Linked DNA regions of Gossypium hirsutum: region 1 is linked to region 2. The links are chromatin contacts, called in public Hi-C maps. All regions are on one chromosome and are shown on one strand. The core of a region is the stretch at or near the end of the contact, and the rest is flanking DNA. Distances in the headings are between cores, read along the strand shown. Region 1 holds the start of LOC107901259 (transmembrane protein 234 homolog). Region 2 holds the start of LOC121218471 (protein tesmin/TSO1-like CXC 5).

Region 1 (3,615 bases), core at 1,057-3,556, 230 kb after region 2:
GATGGTGAAATTTGGATGCTAAAATTGATCATTCATTCGTATCTTTACAGGCTCGTAAACAAGTTGACTCTTGTAAATTGAGGTTGGATCTAATATTTGCAACTACACAGGCCTCTACTATGATTCTCTACCCCATAACAAGAAAATAAACAACATTGTTGCTTGCTTTGATCTAAGCCCTATGGTGATTTTGCGGCCCACGGACTTTTTTTTTGTAAGGATGAGAAACACTTTTCCTTGTAAAAGAAATTTGTATTATCATTTCATAATTACTATAGGTAAATAATTAACATATATTTCTTCTAAAAAAATTAGTTATATATTTAAATTTGATTATCAAATCTACCAATGAAGCCCTGTTATTGTTGGCAAAAGTTGAGACTTGAGGTCTTGAGTACCAAAGTTTGAGTTCTATCATATGCAATTGGGCATGTGTGGCTCTTCAATCTTACATTGTGCGTAGATCATGTGTAGATTTTGTCTGGTGCTTGTTGGTTATTCGCCCATTGTACTTTGTATTGAGTGATTTTAGATTATAGTTGGTATGTTGTACTTTGTTTTGAGTGATTCTACACTATAGTTGGTTAAACATACATTTGTGCTTGTGAATGTACTATATTTGTATTAGTAAAACTTTCAAAAAATTTGATTATCAAACCTACATGAGGATGACAAAGAGTATGATATCTATAATTTTTGTAAAACCCGAATCTAAATTCGTAAATTTGCTACAAAATTTGAATTATTTTATTATGTGCACTAATAAAAATTTACTAAAGTTGTATAAAAGTATTCTCCAAATAGAAATTTTAAAAAATAAAACAGATTCAAATAATAAATATATCCACTCTAAATTTGTATTATGTCCGAATCTATAAATATCTAATCGAAATATCTGCAAATATCATCTACAAATATCTACAAATAGGACGGCATTGCCTTTCCCAGTTTATGGAATGCGGACAATTGGGCAACAAGAGGTGGGCTAGTCAAGATTGACTGGAACAGTTCACCTTTCATTGCCCGATTCCGCAGGTTCAGGGCAAGAGCTTGCAAGTGGGATGGGCCAGTGAGTATCAATCAATGTGCCACCAAATCCCCAGCTAACTGGTGGACTTCCCCTAGTTTCAGTCAGTTGAGCAGTAGCCAAATGGGTCAATTGAATTGGGTCAGACAAAACTTCATGATCTATGACTACTGCAAAGATACTAAAAGATTCAATGGACAGATTCCTCCTGAATGTTTTAAACAGCAGTTCTAACTCATCATCAGCAATCAATCAATATGAAGAGACCCTCATCTACATTCTAAAAGGACTGAAAAGTTCTTGAATTCCATTTCTTTTCCTACTACATAAACCCAACAATAATTTTGATGCATCCCAGAAATTCTGTTTGCTTTTTTCCCTACTATTTTGATTGAGTAAATTTTGTGCGGTTCATTGTGTTCTATTCCATTCATCAATAATTTTTACACAGGAAAGAAGATTGAATAAAACTATTCTCAATAGGATTATTGCACATGAAAGCAACATTGTATCCATGTACATTTATAATTTAATTTTCAGTATTCTCATTTGCTTTAGCATCCAAATGAATATTTGAGCTCTAGATTTTGCTTCAAAAAGGAAAGGTAAAATAAATAATGACTCTTAGTGTTCAACCAAATGCAATAACAGAACAGGCCTAAAGGAAAAGCACATGCAGATCACGTGATACAAAGCGAAACACCCAAAACAATAAAACCCGTACCCAACAGAGCATGACCGATCCGGGTCTCCTCACCCAATAGGATTCCAAAAACGGCGGTGGCAGCAAACGTGGTCGCGTTGGTGACGGGGACGGCGAGCGAAATCGGAGCCTGGCCTAAGATAGCGAAAAAGGTGGCGGAGGCGGAGAGGTTGATGAAGAAAGGGATCGAATATTGCCAAAACAAAAGGAGGGTTAGCCAATTGGATAAGGAATTGAGGAGCTTTTGGTCGAATTTGCGAGGTGGGTCGCCTGAGTTTGGAGTGGACTTGAGATATCGGTCCCAAAGGAGTGCGCCACGGCGCATTGCGGCGTTAGTGGCGCCCCAGATCAGGCCTACCGCCAACATTTTCTCTACGTCTCCGATCATTGTTTCTGACAGTGAAAGCAACAGAAGGAAAAAAAAGAATGTTAAGCCATGGATATAATTGTGCAATTTAACATGTATCTACTGCACATTGAAGTTGTACCTTTGTACATTGATAATGTTTGTTGGCTGGAGAGCGTCCGATGTTGGTAACGTGTTTTAGTGTTTAATAGGCTAAGGTAAATTATCAAAATAATCACTTTTATTTATCTCAATTTACAAATTAGTCATTTATGTATGAAAAATTTTGTTTTAGTTATTCATATTATTATTTTGTTACGAAATAGTTATTCTACCTTTAAGATATATTACCTCCTAAATGGTAGTCTAATGTTGTCATTTAAAGCCATTTTTAACTGTCACATTGAACGTTCGTTTAGAAGGTAACAGATCTTAACGGTAGAGTGACTATTTTATAATAAAACAATAATGTAAATGATTAAAACGTAACATTTCAAACATAAATTATTAAAATGTAACCTGAAGTAAACAAAATTAACTATTTTAATAGTTTATCCTTTTTTAATTCAAATGCAAACTTTAAAAATCAACGAAATAATTGCAAAAAGAAATTAATTAAAATTTCAGCATAAAAGAATGAAAAAAAAATATCAACATAACACCATGTTTGGTTGGGTGTATTGGCATAGCCATTACACCCCTAATCGTGGGCCCCACTCAAGATATTGTTTGGTTGAGTGTATTGGCCTAATACGGTCTATTACATTAATGTAATCCTCAAAATCCACCGATTTTTAATCCCTTCCTTGCGCTCAGTTTTGGTCCCTGTTTTACCGTCCGATTCACGCTTCTGTCTTACCCAAAATTCACCGTCTTTTGTTTCTTCCTTCTACCTTTCTTCTCCACTCTCCTCGCCGTCTTCTCCTTCTCTTTTTTACCTCTCTTTGGCGTCACAATTGGACTTAGAACACCGATCAGAAAGCACCCTCCATCTCATGTTTTCCGTTCCTCTCCACCGGCAAAACTGGTGAAGTTTTTACTGTTGTGTCCCTGGGAACTGGTAAAGAAGATACAGCCGTCTTCCTGAATCATGCTTCTCAATCAACTAGAGGGAGTAGGTGAATCTTCAACCTAAATTATGTTTATTTCATTTTGCGTTGTTCTTCTCCCTTTTATTTTCTAATGCTTTTCATTTTTCGGCGTTAATATTGTTCTCCTTTTTAAACACCCATTTCCTATGAAATATTTCCTAAAACCATGGAAACTTGGTCGATGGTTTTACCAAGTTGTCAAGTTCGGCATTGTTCAATATGTAAGTTCTCTTTAGCTTGAAGAAAATGAAATACTTATTTTTTATTTTGTTGTTGGTTTCCTTTTTTAATAGATTTGTATGCTTCCGTAACAGATGATAATCAAGATATTGACTGCTCTTTTAGCAGTAATTCTTGAAGCTTTTTGTGTGTATTGTGAAGGAGAATTCAACTGGGAATGTGGGTAAGATGATCTTAATGTAGAATGTTGCTGGTGATATTGAGGATT
Region 2 (3,568 bases), core at 507-3,006:
AAGTACAACTTCTCAGCCTGGAAAAATAGATAACGTTGATTCAGCTTGGACCTTGGGGCTATGATATAAAAATAATGTTGTACAACCTGCTTCTAAGAGCTATTCATTAATTAATATTGGTAAAAGTGCAAAAAGGGTATTTACTTGATAGTTTCTGTTGCAGTGTTCTTTCCATTAAAATAGATAGAAACAACACTACACCACATAGGAAATACTAAACTTCCCTATTTATGGCAATGTTTCCGTCTATTATCCAACTCAACTTTGCAAGAAATTTTTTTCTCATAATGGCCTCCAAACTCATTTGACATTTCATTCTGTAAATGAATTGAAAGAAGAAAAAAATGATTAAAAAACTTTGAGACTAATCAGATAGGCGACATTCTTAAAGTAGCACAAAAATATAGGCACAAAAACATTCTTAAGATTATGGTCACAAGATAAGGTCCAAACCTAATCATTTCTAACCAACTAAAGCTCCTCTAGCTGCATAGAATTCCACACAAAGCATCACTAAATCATGGAAGAGATCATACACACCCAAAGAGTATATTAGTCAATGTACTTACAATTTCAGACACCGAGAATGTTTACAGTTGCACTGCTTCTGCTTCTTTGGAGTACCATCTTTTAGTTCAGTAGGTCTTGGTTTTACTTTTGGAGATTCGGGTTTTCTGAAGCAAGAAAGAAATATGATAAAGAATAAAGTTCGAGTAAAGCTAACTAACTTCCACTAATTTCTTAAAACAATGACATACAAAAACCCAAGAAAATTTACCAGAGTTCGATTCAAAAGATAACTGAAACTAAAGAGCTAATTTTGAAGCATGTAAAAATAAAACGTGAGGGGAAATCGTTACGAGACGTCCTTATTATACTTATCTCCAAAAAGGAAAAGAAGTAAAAAGAGAGTTAATTTTATTAAAAGAATTAATCCACAAAGCAAACACCAAAAGAATATAACAGACTAAAAGAAAAAAAAATCACAAATTTTGATTGCAAAAACTCACATAACCCTCGACGATGCTGTAGTAAAAGGAGGAGGTTGCGCAGCGGCTACAGGGGAGGTCGCCACCATCTGCGGCTTTATCTGTTGCTGCTGCTGTTGCTGAGTAACTGCAGCCGCCACAGCCGAAGACGAAGCCACAGCCATCTCTTGTGTGGACTGCGGGTGTTCCGGCAGAACTACACCACCAGAAGAACCCCCGCCAAAACCGGCCGTGAAATCCAGCTGCCTCGCAAGCTTCTTGGCCGGAAGACCTGCCGTATCCGATTGCACCTTTTTTGGCGGGAACTCACCTCCTTCTCTTTCCCCCATCCAATTCCAGCTCCCACAAAATTCAAAAATAAAATAAAAAATTATTCAAATTCCAATCTTTTTCCAATATCCACAGCTGAAAATCCACCAAATAATCTCACAAATTGCCTTAAATAAACTCGAATTGAACCACTTTAAGATCCAAATTCCAATCTACAATCTCCAAAACCTAAAATTCCAAGAAAAAGCACTTCGATTCCACCAAGCTCGAGATTTCCACCAAGAAGTTCCAAAAAACCAAGAGGATTTTGATTCCGATCGATGCATAGAGAGAGAAAGAGAAAAGCTAGAGTTTTTTAAGCATTGATATTGTAAAACAAAGAAGGAAAAGAGAAACAAAAGTTGAAGCACCTCTTATTTTTAACTTTTGTTGGTGTTCTTCTTCCTCCTCTTCCTCCCCTTCGGTTCTCCTCCCTCTCTCTTGCTAAGTTTTGAAATTTCAATTTTCCTTTTTGGTGTTTATTGAACGGTGAGATTCGCCTTTGGGTTTTGGATCCGACAGTTCACGTTGAAAGAATTAATCTGATGGGTCAAATTCATAGGAGTGAGTGTGGTGAGTTGATGAGCGTTGGATCTTATTAAAACGCAAAGTTTTCCGCACCTGGGTTAAAAAGGGTGTGACGGGGGGATATAATGTGAGATTTGGGGGAAATTCTAAAACAAGCTCTCTAATATGAGCTTGTCCTAACCTCTTACAAATATCACCCTTTGGATAAAAAATAATAATTAATTTGAGCTATTGAAACAATAATAGTAATAACAGCTAATGCCAAATATTTAATTCTAAAAAAAAATGAAATAATTACACAAAACTCTAAATAATTCATAGTATATACAAATTTATTTAAAACATCAAATGTTTCTCAATAATTAAATATAGAATGATTATTTAAAATATAAAAAATTAAGTAATTTGTAATACATCAAAATATTATTTAAAATATGAAAATGCTTCTGTTATTCCTAAAACATACAAAATTACTGAACATCTAATGATTATTTAAAACATGAGAAACCTCTAACAAATTCATAAGTAATTTGAAATACATGAAAATATTACTTAAAATATGAAAAGCTTATTGAAAATTAACTAAATATTAAAACATGAAAAAACTATTTAAAACTTTAAAGAAATACTTCGTAATATATGAAAAAATTACTTAAAATACGAAAATGTTACTTAAAACATGTAAATATTTATGTTATATCCTTCTGTCACTCAAACATGTGTCAACATCAAACCCATCGTTGACCTTTGTGTTGATTCCTTCTAAAATAGCATCCCAACAAACCACCTTGACCTTAGTACCTCTGAGTATGACCATTTGTTCTATCTCAAGGAAGCCATCCACCCAGGTTTAAGTGAAAACACTGCCCTAGTGTGAACATACTTCCAAAACATTAAGGAGTCTATTTAGGCATAAATACTTCGTATTGATAAAGTCGCATGATATACGGACATGATTATTCTTTCTACATTTTGCAAGGCTAAATGTATCTCCCGCCATGTCATACCAATAGATAAGAGGACCTATCATATAAATATTGTTAAGAAAGATGGAGAAATGATCGAACCCTAGATACAATAAAGTTACTTTGTCCAAGCATATTCTCAATCAACCTATCATATTGTCTCTATTTTGGCTCTGGGCCTCTTTAGGTGAATCGAATTCCTTTGCACCATCGTGATCTCCTCTTTGCTCCTCATTATCCTCCTCTATTGTTGTATCTGGTATCAACAATTGGTGCGAGGAACGTAGACAAAAATATCTCAGAATCAGAATGATGCTACCAACAACTCCACCAACCCCTCCACTCTAATGAATGGCAATGATGCTGCCAACACTAAACTTCCCTTAACCCAAACCAAGATGTCAACTCGCCCAACCATATCTACCAAGGAAGCCTTGACCCAACTCTTTAACATCCTCAACTCTCCCTCAGCTAATCTAGTCACTGTGGCTTCCTCTTCAATTCCCAACGCCCCATTATCTCCTACCACCCTACAATATCCCAAAGAGGACCTCATAAAGCAACCTCTCTCTTGCATAGCTTCTGACCGACTACACACGTACACATTAAAACACTGAATTTATGAAACTACTTTTAAAGCCTGATTTTATTACAAGCGTACAGTGTCAATTGTAATATTTATAGTTCCAATGGAACACGAAGTATTCCAATGGATCAAACCCAAAGGAAGAGGCAATTGAGCAATAACTAGCATACACGATAGAGTCTAAGTGACTA

Evidence for each region. Hi-C and Micro-C count contacts between places; a contact is called where the count stands out from the background.
Region 1: a contact with region 2 is called in a Hi-C map of leaf, with 2.1 times the contacts expected there. The contact joins the promoter of LOC107901259 here to the promoter of LOC121218471 in region 2. A contact is called at or near these places in 3 of 34 Hi-C or Micro-C datasets (callus and leaf).

Annotation. Positions count from the first base shown.
Region 1 is chrD06:11,494,096-11,497,710 of Gossypium_hirsutum_v2.1, forward strand. It overlaps LOC107901259 (transmembrane protein 234 homolog), which reads right to left and starts at 2,307. Exons shown (of 2, transcript XM_016827188.2): 1 at 2,219-2,307; 2 at 1,419-2,123. The coding sequence starts at 2,228. The coding sequence ends at 1,708. LOC107901260 reads left to right here and starts at 2,776. Exons shown (of 6, transcript XR_005914682.1): 1 at 2,776-3,388; 2 at 3,482-3,570. LOC121218474 (a long non-coding RNA gene) reads left to right here. Exons shown (of 6, transcript XR_005914667.1): 6 at 51-320.
Region 2 is chrD06:11,265,626-11,269,193 of Gossypium_hirsutum_v2.1, forward strand. LOC121218471 (protein tesmin/TSO1-like CXC 5) reads right to left here and starts at 1,757. Exons shown (of 8, transcript XM_041095661.1): 1 at 1,011-1,757; 2 at 570-674. The coding sequence starts at 1,318.